2 separate regions of the Oryzias latipes genome follow, and region 2 is linked to region 1. Evidence: chromatin contacts called from public Hi-C data. All regions are on one chromosome and are shown on one strand. The core of a region is the stretch at or near the end of the contact, and the rest is flanking DNA. Distances in the headings are between cores, read along the strand shown.

The links. Hi-C and Micro-C count contacts between places; a contact is called where the count stands out from the background.
Region 2: a Hi-C map of embryo shows a contact between it and region 1, with 2.9 times the contacts expected there. The contact joins the promoter of LOC101169097 here to the promoter of LOC101170077 in region 1. A contact is called at or near these places in 4 of 5 Hi-C or Micro-C datasets (embryo and fibroblasts).

What each region holds. Positions count from the first base shown.
Region 1 is chr15:8,805,197-8,810,266 of ASM223467v1, forward strand. It overlaps LOC101170077 (opioid growth factor receptor-like protein 1), which reads right to left and starts at 2,421. Exons shown (of 8, transcript XM_011472790.2): 1 at 2,236-2,421; 2 at 1,531-1,617; 3 at 1,367-1,445; 4 at 91-169. The coding sequence starts at 2,421.
Region 2 is chr15:8,977,502-8,982,571 of ASM223467v1, forward strand. It overlaps LOC101169097 (stromal membrane-associated protein 1), which reads right to left and starts at 2,976. Exons shown (of 11, transcript XM_020701497.2): 1 at 2,633-2,976. The coding sequence starts at 2,750.

The DNA.
Region 1 (5,070 bases), core at 1,171-3,670:
GCATTTCTGATTATTGAGACTGAATTAACTCCATAGGCATTTATCCTAATAGTGACGAGTCACATTAAGGATGAGAAGATCACTGCTCACCACTGAATGTAGGTGTGATTGTGCTCCAGTTTGTCGTAGTCGCCTCTCCACTTTGTGAGGATCTCTTCTATGTAGATGCCTGTAAAAACACAGAGAGCAGTCAGCTGCTGCACAGAGCATGTGTGCGGATCAGCGGAGCGGTCTGTGGGCCTTTCCCGCTCAGACATAACCATTATTGCAAAAACAAATAGACAAACACCATCATTGCTTTACAGCGCGGCTGGAGACTCTAAGTCATCCAGGTCAGGCTGGTACGCCCAATTTAGATCAAGGTCAGCTGCACATTTTGCAGATTCCATTTTTTATAATATCCATCCAAAAAACTCTGAGTCTGAATTAACGTTGAATTATCAAACGTTTCCATATTTGGGAAATAATAATCTATCAAATGAAAAAGTAAAAGCGCAAAAAAGGGCAGTTCGAGTTCTTCATAATAATATTTATTAATAAATTATTACTTTTGATGAGAACAAAAGCATAAATCCAAGAGCATAATCTCTTTTGGTGGTGGTGCTAAATGTGTTTTTATGTTTTTTTATATTAAAGCAGCCAAATGTGCTAGCTAAAGCTAGCTTCCCGATCTACAATGACTGGCTGTCCATTTCGAAAGGTTTCTTTTTTTGCTTTTTCAGAATTAATTGCAGCACAAAAAAACAAAATAACTTTCGTGAGTTAAAAACATATTGGATCCAACCAGCAGCACATCCGCACAATTCTGATCAAACCTTTAGTAAAGGCTGATTCTAACTCAGTCCAGACAGATCAAGGTCTGTTGGAGTTTTAGAAGCGTAAAAAAAAAACATTTCAATTAGTGGCATTTGAACTTAAATGAAGTTAATGGGAGACTTTTTAGCATGAACTCCAGATAGAATTTGAGCTAAAACAGAATGTAGTAATCCACTGAATGTTTAACGTCACATGACTTCAGACCAGCGTAGGTCTGCAGATTTGGTTCAGTTGTGTTGACAATGCATGTCAGTATTTTGCTTGACTCAGATCTTTTTTAAATAGGCAGAACAAAAAAGGCCGAGAACTTTCAAATATAAAAAAGTGAAAGGTTTTCAAAATGAATCTGGATATTCATTCTCGTAAATCAATAATCTTGCTTTTAGAGAAGACAAAAAGCTTTGAAAATCAGGCTGTGTGTATGTTTTTTTCTCTCAATCCGGATTGTGCATTAACAAGAACAAGAACTAATATTTGTCCTCTAGTGGTTACTTGGTGGACTGACCTGGTTCCAAACGAGTGTTTTGTGTGTGTTTTTCACAGATCATACCATCAGGCACCAGAGGGATCTTGTTCATGTAGAAGCGCAGGTTTCGATACTCATTGGGCTGCCGGGATTTTCTGAAGTTCTAAATAAACACAAAAAGAACCGAACGAATAAAACAAAAAGTCAACAAGTCAGCAGCTCTGTGCTTTACATGTGTGGGTCTGTACCGGATAGCTGTGACGGTATTTGTAGAGATCCCTGGCAGCGTAAAAACTCCTCTTCATCTTTGGAGCCGCCTCTGGAGAATCCATCAGCTGACAGATGAATCAAAGACGAGAGATGATTACAAAGGAAAAATCCACCAAAAGTAAAGGAAAACAGGTGCGCGTTCTTCTGGATTAAAAGCAGAAGGTGCTGCTGTCACCGCGCATTTCTCTCCGACAGAGGAGAGCAATTCACAGAAGTGGAAGTGGTGCGAAAGCGTGCCTCCATTTATGCCATTCTTCTGGATAATCTGGGTCATGTTCACTTTCAGCTGCCAGAGAAATATGATGAAATAAACTCAGCTCGACTTAATCTGTTCTATTATTTATGCTGGTCATGTATAATTCTAACACATATTTGAATGCCCTACAATCATTTTCTCAAAAAGTTGAGTTTAAATCAATGTGTTGAGCAGAACACAAAGGAATATTTTCAAGGTTAAAGCCCATAAAATGAACAAAAACGGGTTTTTCCAGAGGAACATAAACGCCGCAGAGCATCTCTGCACACTGGAGTTTTCTGTTTCCACGCTGGAGTGCGACCTTTGTGCGTGAGAGCAGCAGCATCAGCTGGATGATGCCGCCGTCACACCGCGCGCCGCCGGAAGCTGCATCCTCCAGCATCCTCACCCGCATCCTCACCCGCATTGACCCCCGCCCCCGTCGCACCTGAGGGGAGGTGTCCCCCGCCTGACCCGAGGCCCGCTCGCTCTCCGCCGGGCTGATGGAGTCGGAGATCCCGCTGTCATCCTCAGCTGGCGGCTCCTCGCCCTCCGAGTCCGACCCCCACGTCGAGTCGCATTCCTCAATGGTGCTGGGCTCCTTGAAACGCCAGCTGCCCAACAGATTTCCCATTTATAAGTGACACGCACCGCCCGCGCCTGGTGAACGTGGTCGTGCTGGAACACAGGGCTACATCATGCCCTCTTCGGTGCGGAGCTTTTAAACGCCACAAAGGAGGAATTTCCACCTCAGCAGCGATGATGCGCCTCTGCTAGGAGGGGGGGATCAGTGGCACAGAGACAGCAGCGCTCTTAAAGGCGCAGGCGCCGGCAATCAGGCTTCCTGAGCCTCTTACTGTACACATGGCATCACTTGATTAACATGAATAACCATTATCAGCTTTTTGGTCTTAAAAAAAGTCTGATGTTATGCAATTAATTCGGACTGTTTTTAGTTCACTCAATTCATCCTCTGTCAAGACTAAGCTGACATCTGTTATACTCAGTCTTCACTTAATTATTTCATTAATGTGCAAATACATTATCTTCTGATTATAAATGTCTTTTCTCAATTTTCTTTTTAGGATAGTTAACATCAGACTACAACCCAGTTAATGAAATCAGTTAATGAAAGAGTAGGTGTTGTAATAAATCTGGCCTATAGGATATGGGTCTCCATCCTTTAATGCTAAAAGAAAGATTAGGACCAGTTTCTCACTGAACAAAAGCAAACAAGAGCCTCTAAATAATTACAATATAAGCATACTTTATGTGTCTATGGCCATTAAGTTACTCATTTACAAAATGTAGCTTTAAACTGTTTACAATACTTGAATTTTAACTGTGTTTTTTTTAAAATCTATATCCAATAATTGTAACTCCCTTTAATTTTGACAGAAGCACATATGCGTTCATTTCAAAATAAAATACACCCCAAGTCTAATAAAATCCTCCTGCTGAACATTGAATGTCAAGTGCCACATTTTATATCAGTATGACTTTGGTTGAGACTCCTTTCTTTTTCTCATTTTATTATTGGTTACAACATTATTATAGAATCAAAATGTAAAAAAATATATAAACACAATACAAAAATAATATAACTGAACAGCACTTACGCAATAAAGTTTTAAGACCTTTTGGCATAATTTCTTCTCAGGTATCTGGCACAAAAAATGCAAATGTAAGTGACAAAACTAAACTAACTAAAACAAAATAACCAAAGCAAATAATTTATTATTCATTCAAATTGTTTGCCTTTTTTTTGCAAAGCCAAAGTGCCACAATGGAGGGATGAGGGAGAGCCTCAGGTGGCAGGAGGCATAGGGTCGGAAAGCAAATATTTTAATTTTTTTTACTCCCTTCCAGGTAGATTTCGTCTTTTAAAAAATGTGTCCTATCTTTCCTTCAACCGTTGTGCTATCTTAGATGACCCCACCCTTACATTGACGTGTTCTCCCTACCATGACAAAGGTGGATAAAGGTGGAAAGATTTCATGTAATCCATGGACACCAGTGAAGATCATTGAAGAAAAAAGGTTCAGAGCACTGTCTAGTGGGTCTAGATGACCCAACTACCAACGTTAAAGTGCCAAGGATAGCACAAGGGTTTATTTGATTTACAAACTTGCATTGCATTTTTTAAAATTAAATTTCATTTCATTGGTTTTTTTTCATGTTATTTAAAAATCAAGAACAAAAGTCATGTTTAGTCTTATTATCCTGTGTATCTTAAATGAATGTGTTTAAAAGAGCAACAGATCTGGCTAAAAGCTTTTTGGTTTAAAGTGCCTAGCATAGCACAAGGGTTAAAGTGCACTGGAAGACAGTTCAGAGGAAAACTTCATCAAAATCAAACATGATTCATCGTGGTGACAGATGACACTGAATGAGGAGAGACTTGTGCATCATGAGTCCAACCCCTTCATGCATGGCTCAGAGGTGCCAAGGTAAACCTCAGATATTAGCTTTACCAAAAAATCCTTAAGTCTGTGATACCAGTGTGATCCTGAGCCCCACACATCTTCACTGCTGCGGCCGCCACAGCTGCTGTTGCACTGGATGAAAGCAACATTTACCTCACAGTGGTCAGAACAGGGTTCTGCGGTTTTTGACCTGAGGAAATCATGTGAAACATGAAGCAACCGAGACCAAAAAACTACCAGTGTCATCAGTATCGTCGCAGCAGCACCTTAAGGAACTGAGAGTTTCATAGCTTTTACTCTATTCCCAAGAAGTTCAGGATAAAACTCAGTGGATATCATATACACAGTGTTTGTTTCACTTCACAGATTTTCAGCAGAGGACGGTGTATTAGGGTGATAGGCACACCTCATTTATTGTTTTCCACATAATGGTCTCACTGCGTTTAATGTGTGTTATTTACTATGGTCTATCTATACTATCATATTGTGGAAGTGAAATGTTTTGCACTGTTTCTGTGTTTTCTTTTTTTTCAATATGATATAAAATCTTGAAGAAAAAACTGTTCAATGTGGCATCAGTTTCAACATTTATCATTTTTTACATTACAATTAAGTAATTCATCTTTTTCATGTGCTTTATTGACACTTAATGATTCTTAATTCTGTCTGATAAAAGCTAGGAACTGGATAATGATAAATTATGTCATAAAATGGTTCTGTAGAACAGGGGTGGGATTATAGAAGTTCGCTTCCTTCCACTCCCTTTCAAGCAATATTTATTAATATGTCTAATTATCCTAAGTTTGATTCATTCGCTGTATGAATGTATAACTGATGATTGTATTGTTTTTGTGTAT
Region 2 (5,070 bases), core at 1,726-4,225, 170 kb after region 1:
CCCAACACTGGCGACAACGTGTAACCACCAGAGCCACTGCGGGGTTTAGTGTCTTGCCCAATGACTCTACGACACATGTATGGGCAGTGCAGAAACTGAACCTGCAATCTTCCGATCAGAGTTCGATCGCTCTACCGCTGTACCACAGCCGCACAAATGTGGCACCACATGCAAACAACTGTGAGTTTGAGGTCACATTCTGATAGTGATTCTACGTTGCTGTTTTTTGTTAAGCCAGCACATCCGAAGCAGATCACCACTATGTGCTGAGAAGAGCATGTGCAATGCCCGCCCTGAGTCCTCACACTGACATTTAGCTGAGCAGCGGGCGTGTGAGGCGTCAGGAAGCATCTGAAGCTGCTGACGGTTGCAGCAAAATGACCTGTAATCAAGGAGGACCTCCTGCACATGCACTCAGATGCAGAATGTGGGGCAGTGTGTCGACAGCAGACAGGAGTATGGCTGTAATTACAGCTGGAGGGGTAAGGTGAGTCACTCACTGCAGCCGGCACGCCACGCCCAGAAACACAGTACACCCGGGAACACAGCGAGAACATGGCTTTGACACGTAAAACAGAGGCCTGCCAACAAACCATTCAGGCAAAGAGCTCAATTTTCCTGTTGCCTTTTGGCTGCTCCCTTTAGAGATGGCCACAGTAAATCCATTTAATCCCACATCACTCTCTCACACCAACCATCCTCAAGTCCTCCTTCACTTCATCTTTGGTCTTCCTCCAGTCTTCTGTCCTTGTAGCTCCGACCTCAGCATCTTCTTACCAACATCATCTCTGTTCCTAAATCATCTCCATCTGCTTCCCTGCATTTATCTCCAAAAAATCTACCATGATCTGTTCCTCTGATGGATCCATCGTCATCACTCCCAAAGAGAACCTCCTTATCCTCTTCATCTCTGCTATCTTCAGATCTGCCTCCTGTCTCTTTCTCAGTCTCTAAACCAACAACACGGCTGCTCTCACCACGGTCTTCTACACCTTTCTTTTCCTTCCTGCTGACACTCTTTTATCAAACATGACACCTGAAACCTTCCTCTACCTCGTCACACACCTGTTCACCTCTTTTTTTACAGTTATACAGTCATAATTATACTATCTAAAATCCATGTCTATGGTGCACAGTTCAGTGTGGTGATATGTGAATGAAAAAAAATGAACATCTGTTAGATTCCCTTCCAAACCATGAAAATCAGTCTATGGAATTAAGACCCTGAGACACAAACAAACTGTCTTCACTATTTAAAACATAGGGTCAAACAAGACCTTGTGGTTTATTTTTTGAGCATTCAAGAACTTCATCTCCTCACAAATAACAAAAAAAAGATAAGAAAAAACAGCAGAGAAAGTTGAGAGTAAATATGTTATAATAAATGATGCCAGAAAAATATCTGATTTAAACTTGTAGAATATTTCAGGCATTTAATTCCAGTCTGAGCCTGATTTAGCTTTAACACAATTTTCCATCAATTATTGAAAAACTATGATGTATTGATATTATTGATATAGTTTTCCATCGCAAGTTATTTTGTACTTGTTAAGTTCCATTAAATAATAAAAATTTAACATTCATATTAAAATGTATTGTACAGTATGGTTGACAAAGAAATATTTACGACCAAATAAATTACAATGATTAGTGCTATGCTTTGTTTTTGTTTTCTTACTTCTGAATACACCGTATGTGTTTTAAAAGAAATAAAGTTTAAAAAATATGTTTTTTTAATTATTTAAAATAAATAGTGAGATTTAATATGAAAAAGAAATCCTGAACTATTGCAGATCTCATCTCCAAAAGTTTGTTTGTTGAGATACAAAATGTAGAAATGAAGGAAAGCAAAGACTTTCGACAATTTTCAGGAAAATCTTGTCATATCAAATTCGCCGCTGTCTATACCAAACACCAACGTTTTCCGCTCATAAATAAACCAGTCAAGGACATGATACCGATCCTACAGAACAGCCTCAAACACAGCGCATGACCGGAACTACAACGGGCAAGCCTACAAAATAAAAGAAATCACAGTGTTGCAACTTGCACAAACAGAGGCAAATTACTGAACTGAAAAGCTAAACAAAAATGTTAGGAACAATTGCCACAAGTAAAGTGTACATAAATATGAAAACACTTTTTACATCTTTATTTAACCACGTAAGTCAATTGAGTACCAATTCCCATTTAAGACAACAAATAACTCTTTGCTGGGGTGCTATAAATAACACGTTATCATTTAAATTAGCACAAAATAATCTTCAATGCAAATTTCCATGGGATCTTTTGTAATCATTTTCTCCCCTGACGTGTTAAAAAGTACTATCTTTGAGATCCACTGTGATGCTCTTGGGGGTTTTATTTTGAAAAACCTTGCGACGTTTTCCGTTGTGGTTTTTAGCTTGATAAACGCTTCGGTCAATGTATCAATTTAAACTTAATTTTATCTAGTCAACATAAACACTTTTTACCCATTTGACGGTTTCAATTCTAACTTTAATCTTAAAAACAAACAAGAGTGTTTCTCTCTCTAACTCCCATCATCACCAGGTTGTCTGTTAGCTGAGCTGTTATCTCATCGTCTCGGTACATCTATCTGCTGAACTGGATATCGAACCGTCGGACTCACCTTTGGCCTCGCAGTCAGCACAGTACTTGTTGTCTTCCTCCTTCAGCAGTTTCGACAGAATGGTCTGATGCTCCTCGTTGAGTTTCTGCGCCTTTTCCCTCTCCGAGCGCGTCGTCATGTCGCTTCTCTCCCCCGTCCGGGTGTCCAACCGTCGTTTGGAGGGGCTTCACTCACCGGCGCGCGCTCCGCTTCTCTTAACGCACGAGCGAAATGTCCGTGTGTCCGCGGGACACACTCATTCCTGTAGCCCGAAGTGTGCTAGCAGCAGGTCATATGGATGCGAGGCATCATCATCTCTGCTGCGTTCATGACTGTGGGAATTTTCATCGCCGCCCACCTTTTCATGGCTGAATATCTTCGTAACTCCGCCCTCTTCTGGGCAAATCGGTTGGACATTCAAACTAATGTAGATACAAGGGTTATCAAGTACGTGCTGATCACTTACTGTTAAAATATTCAATTTAATCCAATTCAGGTAAATTCAATTTTATTTATATATCCCAATATTACAATACAGTCGTCTCAACTGGCTTCATACCAGTAATTGTACAAAACATAAAATCAGTCATAAAATAAAATTGCTGATTATCTTGGTGGTAGATGCACTAAGTTAAACTGAACTCCCCTGCCCTCAGACCCTTCTCATTATACTCAGTGAATGTGGCATTCATATCATACACAACATATTTTTTGTATTTCTGTATAATTTCTGGAATTCAATACAATTTAACCTGCAAAAGACGTCTCCACTCGTCATAATAGTACCACCACCATTTCCACTTCGGGGACTCAACTGTCCACTGTCAACTGTAAAATGTGCTCCTTATATTACGTCTAGACGCTGCTTCAAACTTAAACTGAAAAACGTTTCCATCTGCATCAGGACATCATCTTCATCAAAGACTGCCAAAACCCACTCGTCTACTTACTGTTTCTTAGCACTGTTGTCACTTTAAACTGTCACTTTTTCCTCTTTTGCACTGACCTATTTAGATAGCTATTGTTATTATTATTATTATTAATAAGCTGCTTGCTCTGTGTGTTGAGAGGAAAGAAATTTCATCTGTGCTGTATATCATGTGTATGTACTACATTTGACAAATAAAGCTGACTTTGACTTTGGTTGTGGCCAGACCAACGTCATTTTGCATCTCCAATGCTCTGCCCGAATGACAGAGCTTCAGATGCTTCCTGAGTTACCAAAGCGTAACGTGTGAAATCTCTTTTACGTCATGTGAGTGGCAAAGCTATGGCGTTTCATGGCTGCCATTACTGAACGAGCGCAAAGAAAACTGAGCGAGTGTATTCGGGAACCTTACAACTGCGCAAGCGCAATTTTAACCCAGCGACCCCCGCATTTTACAACTGATTGGCCGAAATTTGCATGTCAGAGGCAGCGGGGCGGGACTTTGATTTTTTTAGAGGCTTTAATAGAAAAATAGCAGCAGCTGTAATGTGGATTAAAACATTAACAAATTCAGTGATTTTCACATGAGAAAAACTAAAACTTACAGCACAGAAAAACCCGCTGCACTGGTTATGGCTTTAATCCACGTTACATCAGCCATTTTTTTTCTATTAAAGCCTTTAACACAAACAAGTCGAACAAGTTTGACACAAGAGCTGAAATTTTTAACTGTGATAGTCTAAGAGCCACACCACACACTTACCTGCCAGACACACAAACACGCAATTAAAGCCATATCATTTCCAAAAACACACTCCTTTCGTTACAATTCAACAGCACTGGATTAAAGGGCGCAGTTTCAGTTATGCATATTTTTTTCTGTATTTAACGTTAACACATACCGGTAAAACATTTATGCTAGTGTGTGTTTTAAAAAACTGAGTTGGTTGTGATTTATTTTTCATTTTTGCAGTCATCAATCATAATAATAATGCATTGGATTTATCTGCGCTCTTCCAGACGCTCAAAGCGCTTCCATTGTGTCCATTATTCATTGACTCCTCTTTCATACTTGGTGATGGTAAACTACTGTTGTAGTCCTGTCCTGGCGCAGACTGACAGAGGTGTGGCTGCCAGTCACCAGGACAGTCATGCACATTCATGCTTGTAGGCAGTAGCGTTAAGGGCCTTGCCCAAGGGCCCTAACTGAGATGTCAATTGTTCGCCTTTGTTATGGTCATTTCCCTGGTAATTGCCCCATTACCATTTTTAATTCCTCTCTGGGAATTGAACCCTGGATTCCTGGATGGTAGCCCTTCACCTTACCAACCCAGCCGCTAATCAACATCCAAAAATCTATCAAAGTCCTCATCTTCTGTATCTAAAATGAACAGCTGGGCTAAAATTCTATCAAACACGCCAGGTTCCCTTTCATCATCATCAGAGTCCGTCTGTATCATCACCAAACCTGCACCGTTGTACTGTTGGGGTGGGGGTGTCTTCTTTCACGTCCTCACTTCCCTCCTTACTG